Regions from separate parts of the Callithrix jacchus genome. Here region 1 is linked to region 2. Evidence: chromatin contacts called from public Hi-C data. All regions are on one chromosome and are shown on one strand. Each heading gives the region's core, a stretch centred on a gene start, on an enhancer-like site or on the middle of the called end of the contact. The rest is flanking DNA. Distances are from core to core; before and after follow the strand shown. Region 1 holds the start of HINT3 (histidine triad nucleotide binding protein 3). Region 2 holds the start of NCOA7 (nuclear receptor coactivator 7).

Region 1 (6,843 bases), core at 2,261-4,760, 180 kb before region 2:
CCAACCCTGGGTCCAACTGCCTACCTTACCTCTCAGCTTTAGGCTGCTGCTGGAAAGGGGATAGAAAAATCACACAACTGAGCAGACCGCTATGACCTTAAATTGAATGTCCTCAACCTCACCTGACCCACTGTACAATAATCCTTGTTTCCGTAATTCTCTCTATCAGACTTCAGAGGAGCTACTTCAAATTTTTTACTTGTAAATAGCCACATGACTGCTCCTTCTCCTCCTTCAAGGCTTAACCCAAATGTCACCTGCTTCGTGCAGATTTTCCTGACTAAAAATTTAAAACTACATCCCTTTCCCCTTTATTTTCTGCCATCTAATAAACTATAAATTTTACTCATTTTCCTTATTATCCTTTTCTGCAACTACAATATAAGCTCCAAAAGGGCAAAGAGTTTTGCATGTTTTATTTACTGCTGTATCCCCAGGCCTCCAACAGTGCCTGGCACACAGACTCATTCAAACATCCAGTGAGGAATGAGTTTCCTTTTTCCCAGGAGCAACGTTCTACCTGCTGAGCCATTTTAAACCTCTCACTATAGACATCTTCCCATTGGGATTTGAACACATGAAAGTCTTCACTGTTTTAAAAAGCTTTGTCTTAATCCCTAACTTTTCCTGTAGCCACCATTCCCTTTCCCTTCTCCCCTAGACTGCCAAATTCCTGTAAGAGTTGTCTGTATTTGCTGTCTTCTCTCCTTCCTTCCCCAACATCTTCTCAATCAACTGCTATCTGCCTTCTGCTTCATAGCTTCATGAAATTGCTGTACTCAAGGTCAGTGAACATCACTGTGGGGACACAACCAGTCCTGATCTGACTTGGCCTCTCTGCAAGGACATACAAGGGTCACATAATCCAAATTTGAGGATGAAGGCAGGCTGATATTGCTGCTGACAATTCCTTTCTTCTTGACATACCCCCTTCTCTTAGCTTCCCCATCTTTCAATTTCTGTTCCTTCTCTGTTCCCTTTTCAGGTCCTCTTCCTCTGCCTGTTCCTTATGATGTTAGTGTTCTTTAGAGTTCTGTATAGACCTCCCCTTCATTTTTTACCTCCTGGGTGATCCCAATGCTTCCCTTCTTTTTCAGTTTCCGTCTATAAATTTATAGTTCCTGTAATCTGGGTTAGAGATACAGATCCCTCTACAGAGTGCTAGACCATCCAACCATTTAAAGGACATCTCTGCTTAGATGCCTCAAACTCACCTCAAACTCCATGACTCCATAGCTGAGCTCATCACTGTGCTACTCCCCTGGCCATCTTTTCTCCTCCCACATTCCCAGTCTTAATGAAATGATATCACCTCTACCAGTTTACCCTAGCCAGAAACCTAGAAATCATCTTTGACTTCCCCCTCTTTCTTTTCCTTATTCTCTTATATCTAAATTAGGGTTTCTAAACCTTGGCACTTCTGATATTTTGGGGGCTGCATAAATCTCTGTGTGTGTGTGTGTGTGTGTGTGTGTGTCCCAGTGGGGGCAGTCCTGTGCACCATACCATGTTAATAGCAACTCTGGCTTTTATTCATTAGTAAGATGCCAGAAGCAACATCCCACACAAAGTTGTTACAATCAAAAGTATCTCAAGACATTGTAAAATGTACCCTGGGAAGGCAAAATTGCCCCCAGTTGAGAATCACTGACCTATATCCACTAACAAGTCCTGCCTGTTTTACCTCCTGAATACTGTATCTCTTAAATTGATATGCTTTTCATAATCTCCTCTACCACATTCTCATTTCAGGCCACCATCAGGGTAGATTATGCCATTAGCCTCGTAACAGTTCTCCGAACTCCAGACTGGTCTCTTCCAAATCATTCTCCACAACGGTGCCAGAATGACCTTTCAAAGATCAAACCCCTTCCTTTAACTCCACAACCTCGTCCTTCCAACCCACCATTAAACATAGTGAATCTTCACCTTGCTCTTCAGATAAAGACAAAATTTCTTCATGTGAATTCCATCACATTTAATAATCTGGCCCCTTGTTTACCTCTCCAGCCTCGTCTTTCACTACTCATCCTCTCAAACTCTATGCACCAGTTAGACAATTTCTGTTAGTTTTGTATTGCACAAACTGAACCTCTGGGCAGGGTGGGGGTGTCTCTCTACCTGGGACACTATTCTCTCCAACTCCTCATCTGATCAACTGCTACTTATTTCTTCATGTCTCATTTCCTCTGGGAAGCCTTCCCTAACGCCTCAGATCTGGATTAGATGCCTCTCCCACCAGCTTGCCCTGACCACAGTAGGAGGCATTGTAATTGGCTACCTCCTCTGTATACATTCCGCCCTTTGGACTGTAAAATCTGGACACAGTCTGTCCCTTATCTTGCTCACCAACCTCCCAAACAAGGTGCTTAGAAGGAATTCTATTAATTTTTAACAAATAAAGGAATGATTACTACAAAAGACACAATCTTTGGAGCTAATTCTCTCAAAAAGTTGTTTGTACATGGACAAGTAGAACCAGCAGAATAAAGTGTGTACCAGTTATCCGTTTAAAAATATCTGGGCAAAGTCTACATGCTCTGAAAATGTGCACGCATCCCACCTGACAGTGAAATTCAGAGGTAATTCAGTAATAGTTTGACCTCAGACCCACTCCCTCCAGACTATTTTCCGCCAATCTAACAAACAGCTTTTCACAATTATCATTACCTATTTTCTACTAGTTCTCTCATCAGTAACGGTATTATAGTGTGCAGAATTTCAAATCAGTATCTTGAAGGTGGGCGAGAATCTTTGTAATAAAAGCAGAGGCCACAAGATGCTATTTATACCAAGTACCTGGGTACCTGCAAATACAGGCCAAAGTATTCGGCCCTGTCATTCGCTCTGTGACCCTGGGACAGCAAAAATACCGCTGGAGCAAAGGCCCGTCAGACCCCTGGCAGAGCGTCTGTGCTCAACACCCGGTCCCCGCAGAAAGGCCTGGGGTGGGCGTATCCCTAGCTTCACCGAACTCCATCCACACAGAGCGGCCCTGCCTCGGCCAGCGGAGTAGCGATCGGGATCCTCCGCACCGGGTCCAGCCCGGCGAGGCCTCTCCGCCCGACCTCCGAGGGACCGCCAGGTCCTCACCCACCGCCGGCCGCGCGTCGCCGCTCACCTCGCAGTGCAGGAGTTCGGTGCCCGGGTCCTGCCGCCCTGCGATCCGGCAGAACACGCAGGTGCTGTCGTTGTCCTTGGGCTCCGGTGACTTGGCGGCGGCTTCGCAGGTCCCCACAGAGGAAGCCGTACATTCTGTAGTCTCCGGGGCCTTAAAGTCAGGGGCCAGGCCTGCGCTGCGGTTCACCTGTTCATCCGCCATCGCACCCGCCCTCGCAGCCTAGAGCCTCCGCCTCTCCTCGCAGGCTCCGCGTCCTGCACCTCCTCCCTTTTACCTCGAGGCGTCGCCTCTCGCCTGGCGCTGTGCGGTGAGCCAGGCTGAGGGGAGAGGGAAGGAGACGCGGTGCAAAGCTAAAAAGCCCGAGGCCGGCCTCGAAACCGGTTGCCACTAGAAGGCGCGCGATGGCGCTGCCGAGAGTCGTCCCGCCCCTGCGCCTCGTTGGTAATGACGCACAACGTCCGCCGAGACGCAGAGCGCGCCGCGCGTGGTAATGACATTACGGGGGCGCGGGAGCGTCCGGCCCAATGGAGGATGTTGGGTTTTCCGGACAGGCTTTCTTCAAAGCCCATGGTGCAGCGTATCCAAATATTATATTAAGCGGCCGTTAAAAAAAAAAAAGTTTTTAAAAGTTTGATTTTTTAAATTCGTAAGTTTTTAAAGAATGAACAAAATTCCTAGAGCCTTGTTTTCAACAGACATCATGTTTGCTGCATTTTCAACCATGGTAATTGTAGTCGTTTTCGCTCCAAATGTCTAAAACTGACCTTTACATCTCTGGATTTTTTATTGTATTTAACAGCACAGCTAGATCAAAATAGTGACCTTCTTAAAAATCTCACATTCACCATATACAAGTAAATGTGGAGTCCTATAGTTAATAGTCTGAAATATCCCTGAAATTCAATGCCAGTGCCTCATAATGCCTCACCTAGACCAACGCAATCACCTTCTCACTATTTCTTGATTTTCCTGTCACTCAGAAAAAAACCTTCAGTAACTATGTGCTCAAAGAAAAAGTACCAGTTCCTTAGCTTGGTGTTCCAGGTGGACTCTGACCTCAGCTTTTCATTTTGTGATTCTTCAATCACACTTGCTGAGCATCTAAAGCATGCCATATACTTCTTTAATTGTCAAAACAAGCAAGGTTGGCTCTCTAACCCCCATTTTAGAGATGAAGAAACAAATTCAGACTTGCCCAGTCCCACACAACTAATTAGTAGTGACAGAGTTTAAGATCAAGATTTGTCTAACTCCAAAACCCATCAACCTTTTGACACACAGGACTCCTTTTTTAACACCAAAAAATTTCTTGGACTAGCTCTCCATAGTAATTTTACACTTGGTATTTGCAGATATGGAAAATACATAACAAACCAATTGGGAATTCAGTGATGATTTTTAATGAATTTATATAGTAATAGAAAGTGGTTTATATGTTTTTGAATTGTTGTACCTATTCATTCAAGATATTTTTAATTCCTTTTTGTAATTGGCCACTAGTTTGTGGAACCACTACAGTAGCTTCACTGCCCCTCAGCTGCCCAAGGCAGAGTTCAGAATCAATACATTAGACCTTTGCCAAATTTTAGTATTCACAATTTCCATGCCTTTACTCCACCATTACACCACTCTGCTTTTATTCACACAGTTCCCTCCAAAATAGTCTTGTTTCCATCTCTTCACTTCAAATTTTACCTTCCCAGACACCCCTCCAATGCTACCTCCTTCATGAAATTTTCTTTAGTTAGCCAAACTGAAATAACCACATCCTCTGAAGAATTCATATAACAGGTTCTGTTGTAGAATTTGTCTCTTTGGATCTTCTCTTATAGAATTTGTATGTTCTTTTGTAGAATTTGTCTCTTTGTGTCTTATAGCTATTTGTGTACATATTTATCCTGCTAGAAATTATGTTTCTTGACAACAAGAATGGGTGTGTGCATCTTCCATAATGCCTAGTACAGGGTTGTGCATGTAGATAGACATTTAACCATTTTCTACTGAAGAATGGTTAGTAGCAAGGTCACTGCATGAGAGTGTTCAGGTTTCACAATGTGCAAGGATACCACAGATAAGAGTGTGCTGATTCATTTCATACACATATATTAACTTGCAGAAAAGCACAGACAGAACTGAAGATTCCAGGCTAAGTTCTGGAGCAGTGGAGAAGTGATGTGTATATAAACCCCCATTGTGTACATATGGCCACACACACTTAGGAGACCATTCACCTACATAGTAGGACACACACCTGCATAAGTTGCATCTTCTGGCTGCACTCCTAGTGACACCTGGGATTGCTTTTCTCACTTACCTGGCGCTTTCCAAGGCTTGCTTCTCTTCCTCAACTTTGAACTTGATATCGTTGCCCACCTTGGAAGTGAGGGGAGGAACATGAAGTACTTGAAAATTGTGTAGACAATGTGTTCTTTTTGGAAGCAGGCGGGACTATTGCCAATGGGTATTCTGGATAACCCTCCTAGGGGACAGCCATTCCAGTTCCATAACAATATACTAACTTAAATCTGCTTGTGAAATCAAGTGCTGTTTGCTAATTTCACAGGAGTACCAAAAGGAGTAGCAGGAGCCCTGCTTCAGAGCAGGCTCTGGAGTCAGACTACTCTACAACTTACCATCTGTGAAAACTTGGGCTATGTTATTTTTCTTTCTGTGCTGAGACAAATTGTCTTTCTGTGCTGAGGTTTTCTGTTAATTCATCTATAAAATGGGGATAATAATGATGCCTAATGCATGATGGTGTTGCAAGTAAAATTATCACAGGATCTTTCAGGTAGCACTTTGCCATCTGGAAACCTCTGTGGCCAGCAGCCCCTCTGCTTGAGTTTTGGTCATGCCCACTGGGCTTGTTCCACCCACTCAGACTAGCAGGCTGTGCTCAGCTCACACAACTGGCCCAAATCCCATGTCTGCCAAAGGCAAGCCAGGTGCGAAGCCACAAGCGGTGTGTGAGCAAGTGCAGGGTTCGACCACTGCACACAGCCAGGCATGCTGGCTGCTGCAGTGGGGCAGGCAGCTCCAGGCACCTGCACAGGTGCTGACTCCATATAAGGCTGCGGCTGGACCAGACGTACTGCAAGTGGCTTCTGCTGTAGGCACCAGCATCTGGACGTGGGGATTTCCGGTGGCACCAGAAATCTTGGAGACGCCAGGAACCACAAAGCCCCAAAGAGGGGATTATGGTGTATCACAGCCCTGGCTCAGGGAGCCCCAAGGTCTATGCTCCAGGAAGAGCCACAGCTCTTCTCTCCTCGTCCACTACAGTGCAGCAAGCAGGGGTTCATGTTTCAGGTAGGGTATGTTTCAGTCCATTTGTATAAAAGCTCTTTCCGTCCCATGGCTCCTGGGCTGGCCCCGCCCAGCCACTGCTTCTTGTTGCATGGAGTGGCCACCTGGTGCCAGCAGAGGGCAGGAAGACTATAGTATTACAGCTCTGGCACAGGGACTTTCAAGGTCTGGGCCCCCAGAAGGGTTGCTATGCTTCACTCCCATAGCCAGTACCGTGCCACTGCCCGCAGCTCAGCAAGTCGGCCAGGAAAGTGTTGTAGCTTCTTTAGCTCCCACCCACAGCTCAGTGAGCTGGCCAGGAAAGTGTTCCAGTTCCTTTTACTCCTGCCATTCAGAGGGTCACAAGTTCTTGTACAGCATCCAGGAAGAATGAGGCCACATGGACAACTGGATGGTGAGCAAGGTGGAGAAGAGCT
Region 2 (7,220 bases), core at 2,429-4,928:
TGCATTTTGTATCACTGTTGAGGGGAGACCAGTACACAGCAATTACTCTTCATGTATTCCCTATGTCTGAAATTCAAGGTCATACAAATTTACTTCTATATATTTTTTCCTGCAACCAACAATTTTGATTCTAGCACATGTGAATTGAGTAGATCCTGTTGAATTGAAACAAACAAAAAATTATGGCCTGGGATTTAAAAAACAATTGTAAATGGCATTTAGCAAGAAAGGAATAGAGGATTCTAAAATACAGCCTTTAGGAAGATAGAGGAAATCCAGGTCTTGGATTGAATTCTGGTGGTGCTTGTGGAGGCGGAGTGCTGGGGGATCAGGAGGTAGGACCCAAAAGTGAATCATCCAATCCCAAAGGCACTACGCATTTGGATGCCTGACACACACAAGAGAAAAGTACCTCTTCAATTCTGAGATTAGAGCTTTTATTTGACTGTGATTCCAAGGCCTAAAGTAATAGCAGTTAAATTGAGCAGTTAAGGGCTCAACTCCTACTTGTAAAATAAACAAGTAAGTGTTTACAAGTAACAAGGTAAAGAGAGCTTACTGTAACCAAAAGGGAAGGCTTTTTTGAAAAGCTTAAAGTGCTCAAGGAAGAACCAGGTAAATTTTATTGCTTAATACCCTAGGTTACAAATTTAAGAAGTGTAAAATGTAATTATCTTTATTGCAGGAGGGAATTTTGGCTTTGTTTTAATAAATCACAACAAATTAATTTTTTTCATAAGTTCCCTCCCACTGTTGGTTCCTGCAGTCTTATTACCTTTTATAGGAAAAATGTTATTTCCTTATCAATCAACATAAGTAAATTGGAGAAGCAATAGTAATAAAGTATGGCCTACCATATTGTGTAAAAATAAGTCATTTGGGTAATATGAAGTGAAGATGGTAAAGATGCATTAAAATGACAGAAAGAAAATCTGGGAGCTCTCCCAGATAATATTGTTAAGCAGAGATCGAAAAGAAGTTCACATTGACTCCTGAAATGTATGTGACGGAGAAAAAAATCAAAACAGAAAATATCATAAGGCAAAAATAAAGTAAATAAAGTGTGATGCAGTTAACCTTGATTTTTTTTTTCAAAATATATAACATTTTAAAGCAGAAAGACACTGTATCTTCCAAACCGTCATTTCATAATCCCCTGGCTGTCAAATTTGGAAACTGCTATGTTTACATACTGAGGAAGAAACAGTTTAAATTTTGTACCTATATCATATATTTTGAATCATGTAAGAATCACAGACCCTTCTAAATGTTTTATTTCTACTTTTGTTTGCAATAAAAGACATTATAATTAGATCAAACCAGTAAACCTCAACTCTAAAACGAGTTAATACATCACTTATTAACCAAACCATTCTTTCCTCTGGGATAACTTAGAATTTTCTTTAAAACACGACTTCTACTTTTTACATTGTGTTTGAGACCATAACTGAAGTAGGCATGATTACCAATAAGCCTGGAAATTTTGCAAGCTTAGACATGAAATGAACTTAAGAGTTCGGGAGAATTACCTCATAACCTTAATGACATATTACAGAAAGACAGCATATGGTCCTAAAAATGTCAGAATTCAAATATAAATGTTAAAATAACTGAGTTTGCCTATTTATACAAAGAAACAATTTTTGAAATCTAATTAAATGTCACCATCCACAGAACAAATACATAGTGATTCTAAATTGTGGTTTTTAGATGAAAGGTTGAAACAGTTCATTCATTCAACAAATAACTAATGAGCACTTATTATGCATAAGATGAAGATTACAGGATAAAAAAAAAAGGTGCAAGATTCTGTCCTCTTCGAGATTATACTGAGTCACTTCTCCAAATCTCTATATCTAGAGTGACTATAAAATTGGAGCTCACAGTGATGCATTTTTCAAAACTTTAAACCTTATTGCTGAATATAAAACAAAAAATGACAGCCTGGGACGGGAGAAACTTGCCAAAAGCTCTGATGTATAAACTTTACACCGAGGGGGGGAAAAAAGCAAGCATTCATACCTAACCAGTTTCTAAGAAATACAGAGCATATCATCGAGTTGGAAGTTAGGCTGAGCACAAGGCTGCCTCTGCTGGCTGACCCGGTACATCCTTCTCGCAGAATCTCAACTCCCGACACCTGTATCAAAGTTGCCACTCTTAAAACACATCCCTTCACGTAAGCAGGAGGCTCTTAAATAAGCAGTACAACAATATCCCAGCTTCATCGATCTCCCGAATAATCTGACTTCTAGAAGGACCTTCTCTAAACTGGCTCTAACGTGTTGACGGTAAGGGTTTACACCATCGATTTTATATACCAACCAGCTAGCTCTGAAATACACACAAAAATCCACAGCGACTTCTACATGCCGCTAATATAACCTTTGCCTTTCTACATGTTTTGGCTAGAAAGACGGGAAGAACGCATCTGCTAATCCAGCCGGAAAAACACAGTGACACATTTCCACCTGAGCTGCTAAAAATCCAACGGTCTTCTCCCCAAATAAGCCCTATGCCAACCTGTCCTCCCCACCCCCGCGCCGGCGCGCACCCCCGCAAGCCCCCAGGGGGTGGGCGGGGAAGGGTCAAGCTCTCCTTCGCCCCCGCTCGGCCTCCCAAGCTCACGCAGAGGTTTTCAGGTTCACAGGGGGCTGCGCCCAGCGCCATTAGCACACCTCTGAGCGCTCCACCAAGCCCCGGCGGGAGGCAAGTTTGGCCAGTCCTGGCCCCTGCCCGCGGCCTCTCCCGGGCAGCAGCATCAGCAGCGGGCGGCGGCCAGGGCTGGGCCCCGCCTCACCACCTACCTACAGGGCGGGGGCGCCGGCTCCTGGGGTCCGGGAAATGGGGCTCGGGCGCGTGCATTTCTGGGAGCGGTGGCCTCCGCTGCTGGGCGCCGGGGAGCGCATCGTCTCGGCGGGTGGAAGGAGGGGTCGGGGGAGGACCGTACGCCGAGGAGGAGCCAGGGGAGGAGGCGGGAGCGCCGAGGCGCGCGTTCGCGGGGCCCGGCGTCCCAATCGGGTGGGCGCAGCCGCCGTCGTCGGATGTCTTAGTAGGCCTCTCCCGATGCGCGACGCCTCGCCACCCCTGCAACTGCGCCCACCGTCAGGGCATCGGCCGCCGAGGGGTCCTGGGCCCGGCCGAAGGCGGGGAGCGGCGAGTGGCGCGACGCCGTGCAGACGCCCGCCTCTAGCTCCGCCCGGCCCGCGGCGCGCGCGGCGCCCCTCCGGGGTTGCAGGGGCCAGGGAGCTTGGCGTCCGGGCTCCGAGGTTCGGGCTGCAGTTCCGGCATCCTCCTCGCCCCCCCGCGACCTCCAAGCTGGGAGGCTGGGCACCCCGTCTACCGGCGGCTACTGCAGCCTCGGCTGCCGTGAACCCTGCGGCTCAGCCATGGAGAGCTGCGCGCGCGGCCTCCGCAGGCCTCGGCCTTTTGTGGCGCCTCCCGAGCTCCAGCGCTTTGCTGCCCCGGCGAACCGCCGCCTGCCAGCGGCACCTAGGAGGGTCCTCTTACCTCACCCCTGACCGCATCCCCCCTACAGCTGGCCCGCCTTGGCCCCTACTCTTCGTGGGAAGTAAGGCTTTGAGAGCAGAGAAGGAGTTGGAGAGTCACCCCGAGCTTTAAAGTCCTTTGACTTTCCTTCCAGCTCCGAACCGCTGGCCACAATAAATTCATCCCTCTGTCCCTTCCGGCGTTGCCTTTAGCAGAGGGGCCCACCATCTCCTCCCCCTCCCTTTCCCGTACAGCATCCTGGATGCTGCCAAATTGCAGTCATTACAGCAATAAGAGCATAGCAGTTGGGCCCTCCAGCCGATTCTTGGCAGAGACTCGAGAGAACCTTGGAGGGGAAGGTTTGCATCAGCTGCAGGGCCTGTGCCTGTGAGCTGCCCATCCCCAATTGGGTGCTTTTCCCTCTGCGGTCCCATGATCAGCACTGCAAGATGACTAGGAGGATCTGGCCAAGGAGTTCATTCACTCTTGTACTCAGAAAAACATCTCAAGGAAGAGCCTGCAGCTAATCTGATAACAGTATGTCACAGGCCTTCCACACAGAGACGATAGCGGCCTCCTCTGGGTTGTTGACGCTGCTTAAACTTTAATAACCTCTCTAAAAGGTGGAGCAAAGCGTTAACAGTGGTGATTTTGGCATTTCAGTAGCAGATGGTCATGTTATACTATCTTGCAAATGTGGAATAATTGCCCAATGCACCAAGCATGTATTAATTTAGATGTCAGGATTATATCTTTGGGATTTGAATGTGAAGATATTGGAATTTTTCTGTTTATTTTTGTTTGTTGTTGTTTTCTGTAGCTATTGTGTTATTTGTAAATTATTTAGTAAGGGAAGATTAGGTGCCTAAAATATAAAGAGCTGTTTGTATTGTATCAAAAGGACATGATTTGCCATCTCTAGAGAAGCTGAGCTGCTCTCACAATTCTTTGATGTGTGCTTTTATGATTTTGAAATCTAAGGTTATTAAAAAGGTAAAAGAAAAACGTTCCATGGCAAGGACAAATTGTGACTAAATAGCTAAGATTTTTCGAGATAGTTCTTTTAAGCAAATTGAAGATTGGGTGTGAGGTCCTGTGGGAGCTGCACTGTGCTTGTCCAGGAAGCATACAGAGGCACGTGACTTGGCTGCTTCCTGACAGCTCTGGTTTATCTTCAAAAGATTATTATTAATTATGCTTTCCCAAAATTAAGAATTACTTGATTAGAGGAATGTATATGTACATATTTGTTGTATAAGTAGGGATAAAGTCACTTAGGAGGATAACTTGGCAGTTCCTTACTCTTTAGCAAAATTAAATTTTGAATGTAGTTTCTGAAGGAAATGTCCATTGACTTACAGGTTTCCCACCCTTTACTACCAAGAGGCCCCTTTTGTTTTTCTCTCTATGGACTTTATGCTTTGTCAATAAATTAAGCAGTGATTTTTTTTATTAGACAAAGAGCTATAACTATGTATTTTAAAAGTCGTGACCATCGATTAAAAAATGTCAGTCTTCCAAAGATATTTCAAGGAATTCAAGAATCCCCCTTACTATCTTCATGAACTCCTCTAGGACTGCATGCTGTATCATATGCTTCTTACAACATTTTATTACACTGAAAGTCCTGATATAATAAAGATTTCTGCTCCCGAGCTAAGGGAGTATAAACTCTTCCTAGAGATTCTTCACTCATTCCTTTTCATTAACTGAGCATTACTGATTTGTTTAAGTCTTGTCTTTATAGAGAAATCAGAAGAAATGAAATCCTTACATGTGTTGCCTACTAGTACTGTATGCTTTAGCTACATGTAGCCATTTAAATTTTAAATTATGGCTAGACTGTGCTTTTGGACAGTACAGACTAGAATATTTTCATTATTGCAGAAATTTCTTTTGAACAGTGCTGCCCTACATAGAAGGTCAAATTTTAATTGGGAGATAAGATATAATACATGAAATAATATGGGAACCTCAATAGAAAGTGTACTTCTTAAGAACGTGGTTATCTTTAAGAATTCAGGCTCTGGGTTCAGACTACAGCTCCACCAAGTGCTGACCTTGGGTAAACTGCTTAACCTCAGTTGCTTTATCCGTAAAGGATATGCTTTATCCATAAAGAGTGGTAACAGTACCAACTTTATAGAGCAGAGACAGTAATTAAAGGAGATAATCCCAAGTGGTTCTTAAAGTCTAGAATGTGGCCATCAATCAAAGGTATTACTAGAATAATATACTTTATTATAATAAAGATTTTCTTTTTAAAAATGATATCCCTAACACTTCACTGTTCTTGGCTAGCCGAAGTTAGTTGGTAAATGCAGAGTTAATGAAAAAATGTAATACTACACTGATTTTATGGCTGTGAGGGCCGCTATTAAATATGAAAACTGGCCTTTCTCTGTTGAAGGGTAGAGGCCATTGTGGGATAGCTTGGATTTGTCATTTAACTTTTTCTGGAATATAAACAACTTTTATAAGATGAGACTTTGGGGTAGATAAGAGAAGCAGAGATCCCTTCCTTTCTTAAAGGAAGAAGAGAGGGACCACTTCACTCCCTCTGCCATTTGTTTGCTCCACTGAACCTGTTGGAGGCAGCTGGATTTCTGGGTTCAGGCAACAGAATTTGTCCTAAGTGACTTTCTAGAGGGCTAAGGTAGGTGGGCTTAGAGAAACACTGCCAAACGGTGGCAATCCTGCAAATGTGTTTGCTATTTTTCTTACCTATCTATCTAAAGATAGCTCTTGTAATGAAGAAACATGATTAGTATTTCTGTTTTTGAACACAACACTGGTAACTTCTCATGAAACTAGAATTCCAAAAATATTGGCAAATACTGCTCTAATATTGCCCATATGAAAGGCTCCTGCGTCTCTGGTTGATCTAGAGCCCCACTGTATTTTCTTTACTGTTTTTTGTTTTTGTTTTGGCAGGGTCTCATTCTGTCACCCAGGCTAGAGTGCATCTTGGCTCACTGCAACATCCAACTCCCGGGCTCTGGTCATCTTCCTACCTCAGCCTCCCAGGTAGCTGGGAGTACAGGCATGCACCACCACACCTGGCTAATGTCTGTGTTTTTTGTTTAGAGACAGTTTCGCCATGTTGCCTGGGCTGGTCTCAAACTCCTAGACTCAAGCAGTTCTCCTGCTTCGGGCTCCCAGAGTGCTGGGATTACAGACATGAGCCAGTGCACCTGGCCTATTTTCACACCTGTAATCCCAGCACTTTGGGAGGCTGAGGTAGGTGGATCACTTGAGGTCACGAGTTCGAGACAAGCCTGGCCAACATGGTGAGATGCTGTCTTTGCTAAAAATATAAAAATCAAAAATTAGCTGGGCATGGTGACACACGCCTGTAGTCCCAGCTACTCTGGAGGCTGAGGCAGGAGTGTCACTTGAACCCCAGAGGCAGAGGTTGCAGTGAGCCGAGATTGCACTATTGGACTCCAGCCTGGGAGACAGAGCCAAACTCTGTCTCAAAAACAAACAAAAAAAAAGATAATGATTATTGTGTGTGATATTTTGTCCCAAATTTAGAATTACTTGATTATAGGAATGTTTATGTACATATGTGATGTATAAGTAACAGGATGAAGTCACTTAGAAGGGGAATTTGACAGTTGCTTGCTCTTTAACAAAATTTATAAGTTTTGAGTGTACTTTCAAAACTGGTTAAGTAATGACCTTGGAGCCTCTGAAAATATTGAAATGTCTTTGGAAGGTCTCTCAAA

What was found. A called contact is a pair of places that touch in the nucleus more often than the background predicts.
Region 1: a Hi-C map of skeletal muscle shows a contact between it and region 2, with 7 times the contacts expected there. The contact joins the promoter of HINT3 here to the promoter of NCOA7 in region 2. A contact is called at or near these places in 3 of 3 Hi-C or Micro-C datasets (induced pluripotent stem cells and skeletal muscle).

The regions. Positions count from the first base shown.
Region 1 is chr4:132,546,411-132,553,253 of calJac240_pri, reverse strand. It overlaps HINT3 (histidine triad nucleotide binding protein 3), which reads right to left and starts at 3,510. Exons shown (of 5, transcript XM_078370065.1): 1 at 3,122-3,510. The coding sequence starts at 3,322.
Region 2 is chr4:132,365,239-132,372,458 of calJac240_pri, reverse strand. NCOA7 (nuclear receptor coactivator 7) reads right to left here and starts at 3,678. Exons shown (of 16, transcript XM_054254414.2): 1 at 3,511-3,678.